Regions from separate parts of the Mus musculus genome. Here regions 2, 3 and 4 are each linked to region 1. Evidence: chromatin contacts called from public HiChIP or PLAC-seq and promoter capture Hi-C data. All regions are on one chromosome and are shown on one strand. Each heading gives the region's core, a stretch centred on a gene start, on an enhancer-like site or on the middle of the called end of the contact. The rest is flanking DNA. Distances are from core to core; before and after follow the strand shown.

The links. Promoter capture Hi-C pulls out the DNA fragments that hold promoters and counts their contacts. HiChIP or PLAC-seq counts read pairs in DNA pulled down with a chosen protein or histone mark.
Region 2: a promoter capture Hi-C map of neural stem cells shows a contact between it and region 1. The contact joins the promoter of Kank2 here to the promoter of Elof1 in region 1. A contact is called at or near these places in 3 of 39 promoter capture datasets (hippocampal neurons, liver and neural stem cells), 5 of 115 datasets of contacts at active chromatin or transcription factors (bone marrow-derived macrophages, cardiomyocytes, embryonic forebrain and 1 more) and 3 of 9 other capture datasets (adipose tissue, embryonic stem cells and pancreatic islet).
Region 3: an H3K4me3 HiChIP or PLAC-seq map of bone marrow-derived macrophages shows a contact between it and region 1, with 4 times the contacts expected there. The contact joins the promoter of 9530077C05Rik here to the promoter of Elof1 in region 1. A contact is called at or near these places in 1 of 39 promoter capture datasets (the 3T3-L1 cell line), 1 of 15 datasets of contacts at CTCF or cohesin (the NIH/3T3 cell line), 1 of 484 Hi-C or Micro-C datasets (CD4 T cells), 6 of 115 datasets of contacts at active chromatin or transcription factors (the 230-238 cell line, the NIH/3T3 cell line, astrocytes and 3 more) and 2 of 9 other capture datasets (adipose tissue and liver).
Region 4: an H3K4me3 HiChIP or PLAC-seq map of embryonic stem cells shows a contact between it and region 1, with 6 times the contacts expected there. The contact joins the promoter of Dock6 here to the promoter of Elof1 in region 1. A contact is called at or near these places in 3 of 39 promoter capture datasets (liver, second pharyngeal arch cranial neural crest and stem cell-derived epiblast-like cells), 2 of 484 Hi-C or Micro-C datasets (embryonic stem cells and muscle stem cells), 8 of 115 datasets of contacts at active chromatin or transcription factors (astrocytes, craniofacial prominence, double positive thymocytes and 4 more) and 2 of 9 other capture datasets (embryonic stem cells and pancreatic islet).

What each region holds. Positions count from the first base shown.
Region 1 is chr9:22,115,348-22,119,010 of GRCm38.p6, forward strand. It overlaps Elof1 (ELF1 homolog, elongation factor 1), which reads right to left and starts at 1,848. Exons shown (of 3, transcript NM_001357311.1): 1 at 1,763-1,848.
Region 2 is chr9:21,796,671-21,800,333 of GRCm38.p6, forward strand. It overlaps Kank2 (KN motif and ankyrin repeat domains 2), which reads right to left and starts at 1,876. Exons shown (of 12, transcript NM_145611.4): 1 at 1,812-1,876. Dock6 (dedicator of cytokinesis 6) reads right to left here. Exons shown (of 50, transcript NM_177030.3): 50 at 3,510-3,663.
Region 3 is chr9:22,409,499-22,413,161 of GRCm38.p6, forward strand. It overlaps 9530077C05Rik (RIKEN cDNA 9530077C05 gene), which reads left to right and starts at 2,049. Exons shown (of 7, transcript NM_026739.3): 1 at 2,049-2,251. The coding sequence starts at 2,227.
Region 4 is chr9:21,850,652-21,854,314 of GRCm38.p6, forward strand. It overlaps Dock6 (dedicator of cytokinesis 6), which reads right to left and starts at 1,984. Exons shown (of 50, transcript NM_177030.3): 1 at 1,894-1,984. The coding sequence starts at 1,937.

The DNA of each region.
Region 1 (3,663 bases), core at 598-3,097:
TGAAGACAGCTACAATGTACTTACATTTAACAATAAATAAATCTTTAAAAAATAAAATAAAATAAAGGTTTACAGTTGTTTTGTTTTTTTCAAGACAGGGTTTCTCTGTGTAGCCCTGGCTGTCCTGGAACTCACTTTGTAGACCAGGCTGGCCTCGAACTCAGAAATCCGCCTGCCTCTGCCTCCCGAGTGCTGGGATTAAAGGCGTGTGCCACCACCGCCCAGCAGGTTTACAGCTCTTAACATGAAAACTCAACAGGGTTTCTCTGTGTAGCCCTGGCTGTCCTGGAACTCACTATGTAGACCAGGCTAGCCTTGAACTCAGAGATCCAAGTTTATCATCCACCTGCCCCTGTCTCTCCTGGGCTGGGATTAAAGGCGTGTGCCACCACCACCTGGCAACAGGAACACGCTTAACTGGATGAATTCAGCTGATAGTAGCCAAGCATGGATAAGGCTCTAGGGCAGGGGTCCTCAATCTGTGGGTTTTGAGGTCACATATCAGATACCCTGGATCCAGATATGGCAGACACAAAAGATAAAAATAAATAAATCTTTAATATATCTGTACTAATAGTTACAGATGACAGGCTCCTGAGAAAACTTGTAACTGGATGAATCCTATTTCTACGAGGCTATTAGAGCGAAATACAAATCTCTGAGCTGGGGCTACTTTGGGTGAAAGAGATCAGGAAAGACCTTCTCTTCTGGAGTCATTCCAGATGACAAAAGGCAGCTTTGATGACAAGACAGCCAGGAAGAGTCTGAGCCAGATGAAGGGTTTTCTCGTCGTTTTACTTCAGAACGAATGGCTGAAGCTCCCGGAGCAACGGAGACAAAAGTGTGAGACACACAAAAGGAAAGGCCAAACCCTCACGGTGAAGCGTTGCCTGGTGCCGAGCCCAGCTGTCAACTGTCTAGGTGGATGTGTTTGCATCCCCTCCCATCTGGCCCTGGCAACCAGCTAGCTACAACGGAATCGCAGGCGGGGCAGGCGGGGCATCTTAGTCGATCCTGTCTCAGCTGCTATGGGCACTGCTGCCAAGCCAGAAAAGCTGAATTTGGAACCCTAACCCACGTAAAGGTGGAAAGCGAGGATGTATTTCCCAAGTTGTCCATTAACTTCTGTACACATTCTACTACACATATAGGGAAAAATGTAGGACAAAAGATTTCTAACACTTTCAAAATAGGGCAAGGGAGATGGCTTGGCAGGTGAAGTTGTTGGCTGCCTCTCTCTCTCTCTCTCTCTCTCTCTCTCCCGCGCGCGCACACACACACAGCATCCAAAACAAACTCACGATCACCTTAAAACTCCTCAAAGCTCCTCCGGCGTCTGCCACCCTGCCCATCAATCTCTGAGGAAGGATTTCACTTGGTCACTGCTGTATCCCCAGGACGCACAGTGCTTGGTATACCTTAGGCACTTAATAACTACTTGTTGAACAAATCAGTGAATTGCCCGGAATCTGTCTCTGTGGGGCCCCAGAATCCCACCGGCAAACCGCAGCCTGCGAACGAGCCATGGTGTCCCGAGGCGACCGGGACGGCGGGAAGGGATCTGGGCAGAGCGACGGCGTCCGCCTCACCCAGGTTTCGGTGGCGCCGCCCGCTCGCCCAGCTGCAGGGATCCAGGGGTCAGGCTCCCCACGAGGCCGTCCTCAAAGCCATGCCCCGGCCTCAGCTCTACGCCCTGCGGGTGATCTAGAGAAGAGCGCCGGTCCGCCCGGCCCAACGCCCGCCCGCGAGACCCTACACTTACTTGTACCAGCCCTGCCTCTCAGCCAAGGCCGCTTCACCCAGGAGACGCTAACTTCCGGCCCCTAACGGAAACGGAAATATCGCTTTGGGTTTCCCGCCCACTCCTTAACCAATTAAATGCGCGTGTAGACCCCGCCTCCAACTACCTGGCTCCGCGCAATTGTTACAGCGCATGCGCCACAGTCCTGCTCAATCACAAGCAAAATCCTAGGGGTGTTCGTGATCGCGAGGAGCGGTGGCTCCACCTGTACTCATCCTGGTTAAGGTCCTCACCTGTAATCATCTTCCTGGATTCGTCTCACTTGTCTTACCTCCTTGAAACCCTAGATTTTCCCTACCCTCCATGCTCACTCCAATATCCTAGCCCTAGAAGAGACGAGTTGGGAGAGGGAGGGGATCAGCGGGATTGTGAGACAGGAGAACGGGTAAGGGGGTTTAATGGTCAAAATACATTGTACTAGTCAGAGTTCTCTACAGTCACAGAACTTATGGAATGTCTCTATATTGAGGGGATTTATTGTGATGACTTAACAGTCTGTAGTCCAACTACCCGAACGATGGTCAGCTGTGAATGGGAAGTCCAAGAATCTAGTAGTTCGTCGCTCAGTCCCACGAGGCCAGTTGGTTTAGCTGGTAAAGAAATAGAAATAGGTTCCAACAGACGTACTGGCAAGTAAATGCAAGCAGGCGAAGAAAAGTGAGCCTTCCTTCTTCCAGGGTCCTTATATGGGCCTCCAGCACGCTTGTCAGGTAAGCTTGAAGACAGGAGCTTGAATCCCTAGCATCTACAGAAAAGCCAGGTAGGCTTGGTTACCCGCCTGTAATCCAAGCCTGCAGGAGACAGGATCCCCAGGGCACGGTGACTAGCCAGATGAGGTGAGTTCTGGGTTCAAGAGACACTGCGTTACATCAATATGTAAGATGGAGAGATGTGAGGGTCTGGCTTTCACATGCAGACCCTCACAAATATACCTGCTGAGTACATACTTCTTTTCTTAATTAAAGGCTCTGACCAGCAAGATGGCTCAGCGGGTAAAGGCAATTCTTAACACACACACACACACACACACACACACACACACACACACACGGAAAGTGCTTAGCTGTGTCACACGTTGTTACGCATGCTTTAAAGAGAATGCCCTATAGGGGGCAGTGCCATCCTTGGAACTGCCTTTTCTGAAGACCATTTCTGGTTGGCAGCATCTACTCACACAGGAGTGTAGTGGTTCAGGACTTAAATCCCAGTACTCAGAAGGCAGAAACAAGATCTGTGCTAGTTCTTAACCAGCCTGGGCTAATGTGAATAATTCAAAGCTAACCTTGGCAACAGTGGGAGGCTCACAAAAACAAAACAAAACCACAAATGCACGTGGGATAAGTCTATGCATGTTACCCTGTAGCTTGCCGACTTGATGAAATATCTTGCCTGCAGCGTGAGAGAAGACGAGTTTCTTCTGGCTCACAATTCAAGGGCATGGTCTGCGGCGACGTGGAAGACTGGCAGCAGGGGCTTGGGGCAGCCAATCACAGGGTTTCTCTCTATAGCCCATTCTGACAATGAAATCCTTCTATCTCAGCCTCCTGAGCTGGGATTACAGGTGTGTTCAACCATGCCGTGCTTTTGACTCCTAACCACAAGGACTTGGCCAGCCATCATGCCTCGTATCAAAATAAATAAAATCACAGAATTAAAATAAACAATCCGATGTCTTAGCCTGGCTTGTTGTAAGTCGTCATGCCAGCCTCTGTGGAGGCTGAAGCAAGAGGCTAAACAGATCAAGGTCAGCCTGGGCAACTTAGCTCCAGCCCCCAAAACTTAAAAAAAAAATCAAAGATAGGCATGGTAAATCGACCCTTTAATTTCTACACTCAGGATTGGGAAACGAGAAATCTGCATAC
Region 2 (3,663 bases), core at 626-3,125, 320 kb before region 1:
GAAGCCTTCCTCTTTATGGAAACAATTTTCTCTAAAAATAAACAGTTTCACTGCCCAGCTACATAGAACTTCCTGCCCCCTCAGGATGTGTCTGGGTTGGGGGGGGGGATACAGTAGGGATAGAGTGGGGTGAAAGACTGGAAAGTCATAGAGATGGAAGTAAAGAGGGGGGCCTACAGGCTGCAGAGTGGGGATAATCAAGACTTCTTGCTAAGCCCACTTCAACCCTGGAGGTTAGCCAAGGTCAGTCCTTTCTGTTGTCTGCCCTGCAGCTGCTTTGCTGCAGACACCTCCACCCATCTCACCCTCCAGAGCAGGCCACTCTAGGCTGTAGATGTTGGGACAGTGGGTGCCTGGGAGGGTGGATCAGATGGGGCGCCTGCTGGGCATGAAGGCAGGCCTCGGATGGTCCTTCCCTCTGGCTTAGTTCCCCTCCATAGCTCTGTCCCTCCAGTTTGTGTCTCCTCACGTCTCTGCCCTCACTTTGCTGGCATGAACACCTGAAATGCAGTTACCAGTTGTAGATAAAATTGGCTCTGCATCTGCCTGGAGCCTCAGAACCTCCAAGGACAGGAAGTTAGTCCAAAATATTTTCTGAGGACTTAAGAGAGACACAGAAGTAGGGAGCAGAATTGGGGTAGCCTGGGCTAGGGGCACTGAGGTGGAATGAATAATGAATAATTACCACACCGTTTTGTTTGGTTATTTAAGGCAGTTTCCTGTAGCCCAGGCTGGCCTCAAACTCACTATGTGGCTGGGGATGACCCTGAAATCCTGATCCTCCAGCCTGCACCTCATAAGTGCTGGCGTGGCTGGCTACACCACACCACACCATACATTCTGGGGTGGAACCCCCGGTTTCATACATGCTAGGCCCACGTTCTCCATCCCCAGCCATGCTTATGTTTTTGGAAAAAGATCTTGCAAGCTGAGTGTAGCCTCACATGCCTTTAATCCCAGCACTTGGGAGGCGGAGGCAGGCAGATCTCTGACTTGAACCTAAAACGGGGCAGATTCGCCCAAAGCACCCCTAGACCCTATACATCTTACTCTCCAGATGGAGCGATGGAGGTCTACGGGTCTCGTTATCTAACCTCAGGCTGGTAACTCCGTGGCGGGAGTCGGAGGAGGCCCCTCTCTCCACAAGATCCCGGGATGAGAGAGGCGGAAGGAGGCTGGAAGAATCAACAGGTGGGAGTTTCCAGGAAAGGGCCACAGGGTCTCCCCAGAGTGCACCCCCCCCCACCACCAGCCTGGGTGAATCTGGGATCTGGGGGTTTTCCTGCCGCGCTCCCTCCGCCCCTAAAGTTGGGGGTGAGGAGGACCCCGCCCCGGGCGGGGAGGGGGCGGGGCCTGCGGGGTCCCAGTCTAATGGCAAACATCTGCTGATCCCCACACCCGCCCAGCAGCCAGGCCCAGCCCGGCCGGACGCCCGGATGCCTTCCCGCCGCTGAGGGGCCTGGTCCGGCCACCCGGAGCTGCGAGAGCGGGGACCTGGGAAGGTTAGGGGACAGAGCTAGACGAGAGTGGCGGAGCAGAGGAAGAGAGGCAGGGAATGATAAAGGCATAGAGGTGGGCTAGGGGCAAGGGAAGCAGGGCCCAGGTCAGGGCTGGGGAGGGGAGAGGAGCGCGGGGACCCAGACGCTCCGGTTTGCAAAGTTTGGGCGCAGATGTTAAGACTTGAGAGGGACCAGCTAAGAGAGAGTGTGCGAGCTTGTAGCCTCGGGTTGGAGGTGGGTTAGAAATCCTGATAGTGCCCCTAGAGTAGCCCGGACCCCACGCCACCCCGATCAGCCCTCCGTCCCACTCGCCTGGCACGCTCGAGCCTCCGCCGTCCCAGGCGTCCTGCCCGCTCCGCCTCAGTCGCCGCAAGCTTGCGGAGCCAGCGCGGTAGCCACGCCCCCACCAGAAAGCCACGCCCCTCCAGTCTCCCGGGCGCCTCGGCCGCGGGGCCTGGGGGCGAAGTTGAAGGGTGGTCGTGGGGGTGCACGCGCTCTCGCTGCGGCCTGAGCACGTCCTAGGGTCTCAGTCGGCTCCTGGCCACCAGCCCTCCGGACAGGGTCCCCGCTTCTCCAAGCCTGGTGCCCGCCCTTCGCAGCTGGACGCTGCAGGGGGCGGAGCTGGCCGCAGCCCAGCTCGAGGGCGGGTGCGGTAGCGGCGACTGGAGGTCACCCCTCCCCCGTTGGCCGCCAGCAGCTGGAAGTCTTCCAGCTGCAGGCCGGGTGCACCATGGCGTGACCGCCGACCCAAACTCTAAGATTGCAGCACCCACACCCCAATCTCCTGAAATTGAAGTTGTGCCTCAGTTTCCCCATCAGCAAAATGGGGTCAATCACATGACCCATCTGTTAAGTGTGTTCAGAAAATTCCCTTCATACTACTCTTGGGCTGACACAAATCACAGGGCGTGGTTTATTGATTTTGTGAGGTTGGGGATGGACCCCAGGACTCTGAATGCTAATCACTCTGCCTCTAAACTACACCCTAGTCCAGAGATGAACTTCTGTTTGCACTGGACTTTCTGAAGCCACTCTCACAGCGGGACTGCACACCTGTAGTCCCAGCACATGAAAGATGTGGAGCCAGGGCGATCAAGTACTAGAGAGGTCACCTTCTACTCCAGTAATTCTGAGCCAGGAGAGACTGTCTCAAAATAAACAAACTAAAGACAAAACAACAGGAAAGAAAGAAAGGAAGAAAGAAAGAAAGAGAGAGGAAGGGAAGGGGAGGAAAGAGGAAAAATATAGCTTCCTGGAAGCCTCTGCTTAGCACACGTGACAGGTGGATGTCTCAGTGGGTAAACTGCCTGCCGGTGTGAACTAGGATCTGAGTTCGAACTCCAGCATCTACATAAGAGTTGGGCCCACAAGTTTACCTGTAAGCCGAATTCTGGGGGCTGGGCAGATCTCTATGGCTGGGGCTTACCAGCCAGTGAACCTAGCTGCATCTATGAACTCCAGGTTCAATGAGACCTGTCTCAAAAAATAAGTGGATGACCAAGGGGAGGCTCGTCAGATGTCAAGACGAAGGTGCCTGCTGCAAGCCTGAAAGCTCAATGCCTGCGATCTATACAGTGGAAGGGGAGAACTGAGTTCTGCAAACTGTCCTCTGACTCCACATGTGTGTCATGGCACCCATGCACCCACAAACATACAGACAGACAGAAAGAGAGAAAGAGGAGAAAAAAATACAATTAAAAATGATAAACCATTTAATCCCAGCACTTAGTAGAAAAGGCTGAGGCTGAGGTGGATGGGTCTTTGTGAGTTCAAGGCCAGGCTGGGAAGCAAAGTAAACACAAAACAAAAAGTGGAGAGACTGAGGAATACTCGTACATCACACGCTTGCACACGCAAACCCTCACCACAGGTGGACACACGTGACCTCGCACACAGGAAACACTCTTTCCCATGGCCATGTTACAATGTGAGTGTGTTCTCTTCTCCCACTGAATGAACGTCACTGCCCCCAGGGCAGGGGCCATGTCAACTGTCAGCACACCACACAGGTTGTATATAAAACTCACTTTAAATTAAAAACAAACAAAAACAAAATTTAGAATCCATCAGTGCAGACAGACAGGGGGCTCATCTCCTAGGACTTCGACTCGGGGCAGCTATAACTCCAGAAAGGCACAGGCAGCTGAGGTGTGGGTGCTGGTCT
Region 3 (3,663 bases), core at 799-3,298, 290 kb after region 1:
AGTATTTTTCCACCGCCACTCCCCGGCACGTAAGTACCTAATATATCTTATGAGTGTACTGGTTTAGAATGTTTTGCTTTAAACGTTGGCATTTGAAGGGCTGAGGGCTGGCTCAGTAGTTAAAGGCACTTGCTGCTCTTGCAGAGGACCTGGGTTCATTTTGCAGCGCCCACGCAGTGCCTCACAGCTATCCATAATCCCAGTTTTGAGGACTCTGACGCCCTCTTCTGGCCTCTATGGGCACTAGGCACACACATGGAACACATGAAAGGAAACACTCTACCCACAAATAATTTTTTAAAGACCACATTAAATTTTTAAAATAATCTTTAAGAACAATTTTTTAAAAGCTGTGTGAGGTTGTATACTCCTGTAATCCCAGCACTTAAGTGGCTGAGGAGAGAGGAGGGTCAGGAGTTCAAAGTTCTCCTCAGCTGTGTAGTGAGTACTAGGTCAGCCTACATGAAGCTTGTGTCCCTGCCAAAGGATGTGCTGATTCCAGTTTTCTTTCTTGATTGAAATGAACCTTGTCTTGGGATTAGGACAGAATTTCCAACATTCTGAAAATCACTAAGCATACTTCTGTGAGTTTATCCTGTGAGCTTATGTAAAATGGTACTCTCAGCATTGACAACTATAAAAGTGAAAGAGAAAAATCACCTCTGAAAAATGTGGAAGATGCAGGCTGGTGAGATGGCTCAGCAGTAAAGGCACCTACCACCAAGCTGACGACCTGAGTTCCATTCCCAGAACCCATTTGGTGGAAGGAGAGAACTGACTCCTGCAAGTTGTCCTCTGACCTCCACACATAAATCAAGGCATACAAGTGCTTACACACACACACACACACACACACACACACACACGCACAGAACTGTGTTGAAGATACTCTGTGCCCTGCATTATTAAATATTCAGCTGAGATTATTTATGTAAAAATAAACAAGCACATCCATCTCAGTGTGAAATTAGCTTTCATATTCTAAAATGGTAAAATTCTATATATACAAATAATAGATTTAAAGTAAATTTATGATTTAATTATTCACTATCAACTTCTCCCTCTCAAAACCCCTTTATGCAACCTCAGATATATACATAATATAATATAGATATAATATAGGGTGGCTTCAAGCTTATAGAGGAATTGGAACATCTTGATCCTCCTGCTTCTACCTCCTGAATGCTGGAATTAGAGATGTGTACCACCAGGCCAGGTTTGTATAGTACTGGGGATTAAATTCAGGGGTCTCTGAATGCTAAAGAGAGCCCTTCACCATCTGAGCTACACCCACAGTCTGTTTCCTTTTTCAATTCAGTTTAAAAAAAATTGTGTGTATTTCATGAGTGTTTGCGAGTATGGGCCTGGGGAGAGCCAGAGGGATGGGGTGCTCTCGAAGTGGAGTTACATGTAGTTGTGAGCTGCCATGAGGAAACAAACCCAAGTCCTCTGTAAAGTAGTCAGTGTTCTTAACTGCTGAGCCATTTCTCCAGATCTCCTTTTTAAATTAAATATTGCATTTATTTATTTTATTCTTTTTTTTTTTTTAGACATTCTTGTATAGTCAAGATGGTCTCAAAATTCACTATATAGCAATGATGGTCTTGAACCCCTGATCATCTTTGCTGCACATCTCAAGTGTTTGGATAACAGGAGTGTGCCACCATACCTGGCCATTTTTTTCTTCTAAAATCGCCCTATTTATTTCATACCATGTAAATTAGCTGGAAGGTCAGGGGTCTGAATTTGCTCTGGTCAACTAAAACTCAGAATTATTACACCATTTCTATTTCCCTCTACCATCATGAAATGAAGCCCTTTGAGCCTCATACAGATCCCGACCTCCCCACACAAACACCCCAGCCTCTGCGGACCAGCTCCTTGCACGGGTCCGCGTTGTGCACGCTGGGAGTTGTAGTTCGCTTCCCTTCTCTCCCTACGAGCAGGGTGTCAGTCGCAGGAGCGCCTCCAGCGGCGAGCATGTTTGGTGGCGTGGAGTGCGGGAAGAAGGCAGGATCGTCTCCTAGCAACGGGGTTGCAGCGACGTCACCGTGGCGGGTTCTTAGCTCTGAGACTAGGTGGAACCGCCAGAGCGCTTTCCAGCCTCTGGGTAAGACGTGGTCCTCCACCTTGCGCTGCCAGTCCTGCCCCATCTGGTCTCGAGCTGCCTTACGGGAGTTTTCGTCGGTGCGGCCCGCCGGCCTTGGCCTTGGCCTTGGCGGGACGATGCTGGAGTCTATTCGCGTAACGGGTGAGTGTAGGCACTGCTGGCCCAAGTGGCGCGGCTGCAGCGGGTGGAGACCGTTGGGTCTGGGACTCGGAAGACCAGGTGCAGTCGCACAGCCCTAGCCCAGCAGAGGTGAGGGGCAAGAGCTGTGCAATCTAGAGAGTGTAGAGTCCAATACGATTCCAGAGCATTTTAGGTGTGTAGTAAGGTGTTATATTTTCTAGAATGTTCAGAAAAAAAAAAAATCAGCTGTGAAAACACATCTCTACATTTCAGTGTATGTTGTGTATTTTTGTTTGCATTTATTAGCAAACATTTTGAATTGATGTTATTAATAAGAGCAGGTGTTTAGATCCAAGGTTGGAAAGTTTGTCTTTCATTTTTGAATAGATATGCATATTAGCCCTATTTAAATCTTTAATAATATTAAACAGTTCCAGAGTCATTTTCCTAGCATTTGATTCTGCATGAAAACATTTCTGCAGGACAGATACCAAAACAACGGAATAAAGGGAAATAGCTAATTCCCACAGTAGAGTCAAAAATAAGCCTAGAACTTTTAGCTTCAGGCTATTGCAGTACCCAGTAGACCAATTTTCCAAATTAGTTGTTTTGAACCCCTGACCCTCCTGCCTCAGTCTCCCCAGTGCTAAGATATGGACATCAATAGCTAAAACCATTCTTTAAGTTAGCATACAAAGTAAGAGGTTTCATTATGGTACTTTGAAACTCCTTTCATTATATGTTATTGCAGAACTTTTTAAACTGAAAAACTAAATTATTTTTAAGTGAAACTACTTTCTCATCTTAATTTTTTTACACTGTTTGCTGTTCAGTGTTATAAAACACAGAACCTACTGTTGTGCGATTGCGATAACCTACAGACTATTCCACTGTTATGTTGACAGGAGACATGCAGTTATAAAAGCCAAGATCTTAGAGGCCACTTAAATTGGCATTAGGCTTTTTAAAATTGTGATTTGATGTAGATATAACTCTTTCACCTTAAAACACATTATCAGAGGCAGACGCAGGTGAGCTTAGTCAGCCTGGTCTACAGAAGTTCCAGACCAGCCACTGATACCCTGTCTCTAAAAACAAACAAACAAAACTCCCAAAACAATACAATGTCAAAACGTTGCTTTAAAACATCAAGCCTGGCAGAAGAGTGGCAAATATGAGGATGACTCAGTGGTCCGTGTGCATGCAGCTGCGTAGTCGGGCTGATGGGATACTTGCTTACTAGAGACCAGGATCGAACAGGAGATGCCAGAAAGAAATGCATTCTTATGTACACTAACAAAGGTAATGAAAACTTCCGGTCCGTTTTATGATATAGAACAAGGCCTCTCAGCCACAGCAGTTTAATATTGAAGGAGTTAATTCTTTATTGTGAGCGACTGTTTTAACACACAGAGAATTGTGACAACCAAAAA
Region 4 (3,663 bases), core at 734-3,233, 260 kb before region 1:
TTAGAAATCAGGCTGCAAGTGCAACAAGAGACACTGTAGCAACTGTGGTGCTCCTCCCAGGCTGGCAAGGGTTACTGGGCCTATCGTTATAACAGGGAAGATGACAAGCCAGACACAGGGGCTGGAGAGATGGCTCCAGCGGTTTGGTTTAGAGCACTGACTGATCTTCCAGAGGTCCTAGGTTCAATTCCCAGCAACCACATGGTGGCTCACAACCATCTGTAATGGGATCAAATATCCTCTTCTGATGTGTCTGAAGATAGTGTACATACATAAAATAAGCAAAACTTTAAAAAGAAAAAAAAGCCAGACTCAGAACTCATATAACAGGGAGCAGAGACAAGAGGATCCCCAGGGCCAGTTCCCTGACCAGTTTATCTGGAGCTCCAGATCCCAGTTGAGTGAGCCTGCCTCAAAAATGAAAATAGAGGGAGGCTGGCAAGATGGCTCAGGAGCAACTTGCTGCTGAGCCTCCTGAGTATAATCCCAGGAAACCAAGTGGAAAGAAAAGGCTCCTTCCTACAAGCATCCTGTCACACACACACACACACACACACACACAACGAGAGTGGTATACACATGTACACACAGTAAGTGAATGCTAGGATAGGGTGAGAACCTTTCTCAAAATAAAGCAAACACAAAAGCAAGGTGCTGTAGATGTGGTTACCATGGAAACTGAGTGTGGCAGGGGGGGCCAGGAGTTCATGGCCGGTCTTGGCTACATAGTGCATCTGAGGTCAGCATGGGCTACGTGACCCCATCCCAGACTAACAAAACACAACAAAGTAAAACCAAGACTCCATTCAGTTGCAGGTTCATCTGGGGTTGTGGGAGAACTCAATAGGTAGGTGAATGTGCAGAAGCATCTATTTATCTACCAGGCTGCTTGGGAAATCTTGGGCTCCCTCACTACATCAAGGCCCAGGATCATTCTGCACATCTTTCCCACCTGAGCTAAAGGCATAAGGACTTAGGAGGCAAGACAACAAACAGAAAACTGCCCAACTGCTCTGCCCCAGATCACAACCCTCCTCTATCCAGAACTCTCTGTGGCTCTCACTTCACTTGGGGTCACAGTCAAAGTCCTTCTGGCCTACAAGGCGTAGGCCCTATAAAATCTATTCCTATTGGTCCCTCTGTGGCCCCAGGGCCTTTGCATTTGCTTCTTTCCTGGATGATGGGCAGATCTCTTCCTTCGCTCCTTTAGGTCTGTGCTTAACTCTACCTGGCCTACCATTGAGACCCTATCCTCCCTTTCCTGTCTTATGCATCCACACCATACCACGGACACATCTATGTTTGTCCCACCAGAGCGAAATCCAAGAATGGGGCAACTTTCTTGTGTCTCCATCAGGGTGGGACCCACAGAGTGGCTTCTCTCACCTAAGGTGGTCAGACAGGTCTCCAGAGGATCGGATACCTGGGATGATTTACCTGGGATGATTTCTAACCTACCCCAGATTTGAGCCTCTCTCACAATCCAGTGTCCATGGAAGGGGATCCCCCAGCATCTGTTGCCTGTCCCTCCCCTGTCTGCCCACCAGCTGGTTCAGTCCCCAGCCCCCTCGGCCCCCTCCCACGCCCAGCCGGTGCTGGGAGAGGCTGGGGCAGGAGACTGAGGGGCTATCCCCAGCTGTCCCCAGCTCCAGACAGCTGGGTCCCGGGACCCTGGGCGGGGGAGGGGTGCGAATTTCCCCAGGCTGGTGAAGGGAAGGACGGCAAGAGGGTCCGAATGCAGCCTAGCACTCTCGGAGCCCGGCCCGCACGGACCCGGGATGCGCTTCCTCCTCCGGGAAGTCCTCGGGGAGCCCGGCACGCCCCCGCTGCCCGCCATCTCCAGCACTCGCCCGTCCCGCCCAGAGTGGCCGTGACCGCGGCCGCTCTCACTACCTGTTGATCTTGTGAGCGAAGGCGCGGCGCTCCGAGGCCGCCATGACGCCCCGCGTCCCGCCGCAGCCTCCCGAGTCTGGGCAGCCGGGCTGGGCGGAGCAGGCGCGCGGGAGAGGCGGGGCCTGTGCTGATGGGGCGGGGCCTGCACTTCGACCCGCCCCAGCCGCGGAACCAAGACGGGAATGACGCGGGGTCTTCTCGGGGCGTGGTGGCGAGGCCGGGCCAACTCTAGGATGGGGAGGAGCCTTCTCTGGAGGGGGCGGGGCTTTCCCTAGATAGGGCGGAGCCTTTTCTGGGATGCCGTGGGGCCAGCATTGAGAGTGGGACAGAAATACTGGGGATGGGGAGGAGACAGCGCTGACAGGAGGATGGAGCAGGCTGTGATCTGGGATGTCGCTGCTCTAGGATAGGGACCGGGACAAGGCTGGAGAGATGAGGATCTTTGTGGGCGTGGCTTATGAGGGACGGTCCTTGATGGGCGGGACGTTGTGAGTGGCTCATCTCTGCGATGGGCTAGGGAGCTGGGGACCAGGCAGAGCAGGGCATGGGGTGGGTGTGGAGCAGGGGCAGGGCATGGAAGGGAGTGTTCCCCTCCCACTGGGGTCAAGATGGGGAAACTGAGTCTTCTGTTGGGCTGGGAAGAAAAAATACGGAACATCAAAACCTGTTAGGTCAGCCGGGCAGTGGTGGCTCATGCCTTTAATCCCAGCACTTAGGAGGCAGAGGCAGGCTAATTTCTGAGTTCGAGGCCAGCCTGGTCTACAGAGTGAGTTCCAAGACAGCCAGGGCTACACAGAGAAACCCTGTCTCGAAAAAACAACACAAAACAAAACAAACAAACAAACAAAAAAGTTAGGTCCTCACTAGTCCCGGAGGCACGCTGCCTAAAAAACAACATCAATGTCACACAATAATTACTAAGGTTTTGTTTATAGTCGCTCAATGGACATAGGTGGGAAGAACTGTTGTTTTCCACTACTGACAAGTGGGTTAACTGAAGCCTAGCAGTGTGGAGGCTTTTACATAGTAGGCCTCAAAAGGTGCTCAAGGGACTTCCTGCCAGTCTCTGGGTTGCAGTAGAGAGGTGGATGAGTCCAGCTAAGCTCAGGGGTGTCACTCTAGGAGGTGTGACTCAGAAAGCCAGTATCGATACCTGAGCGAGCCAGTCCGGAAGTTTCTGATTACCTGAAGTTGTAGGATGTCTTCATTAATTTGTGGCCTTAAATATCTTCCCAACAGCTCCTTTCCCAATAACAGTTTCCTAGAATTTTTTCAGTCCTGGCTCATCTTTGGATATGCCAATTGTCTGCTGCCTCCACACCTTCTCCTGAGTAGCTTCAGCCCTCTGAGCAGTCACGGTCAAAACAGTCTTGGTAGGGTAGGCAGCTGTGCAGCACAGGACATGTCTGCCTCAGAGCTTTTTTGAGTGCTGCTCGTTATCCCACCTATGGATGGATGCTAGCAGGAGCCCCATCTACAGAGGATGAAATTGGAGCCAGAGGGCAGGGTGACTTGCCCCAGTTGCCCAGCAAATCTGTATCAGCTTCTGAAGGCACAGGAAGGAGACCTAGATGGTAGGGGAACCCCCTAGGTATCCATCTGCTCTTGATCTGTGTACACAGCTGTCAGGAGCCCACGCACCTACTCAGCGTGGTCCAGTGGCTTCTGCCTGGGAGATGCAGAATATAACTCCACCCACGACTGTGCTGGGCCACACTCAGTGTTACTCAGGTCCCTGCCTCTTCCTCTGAGGCCAGGTAGGGAACATGG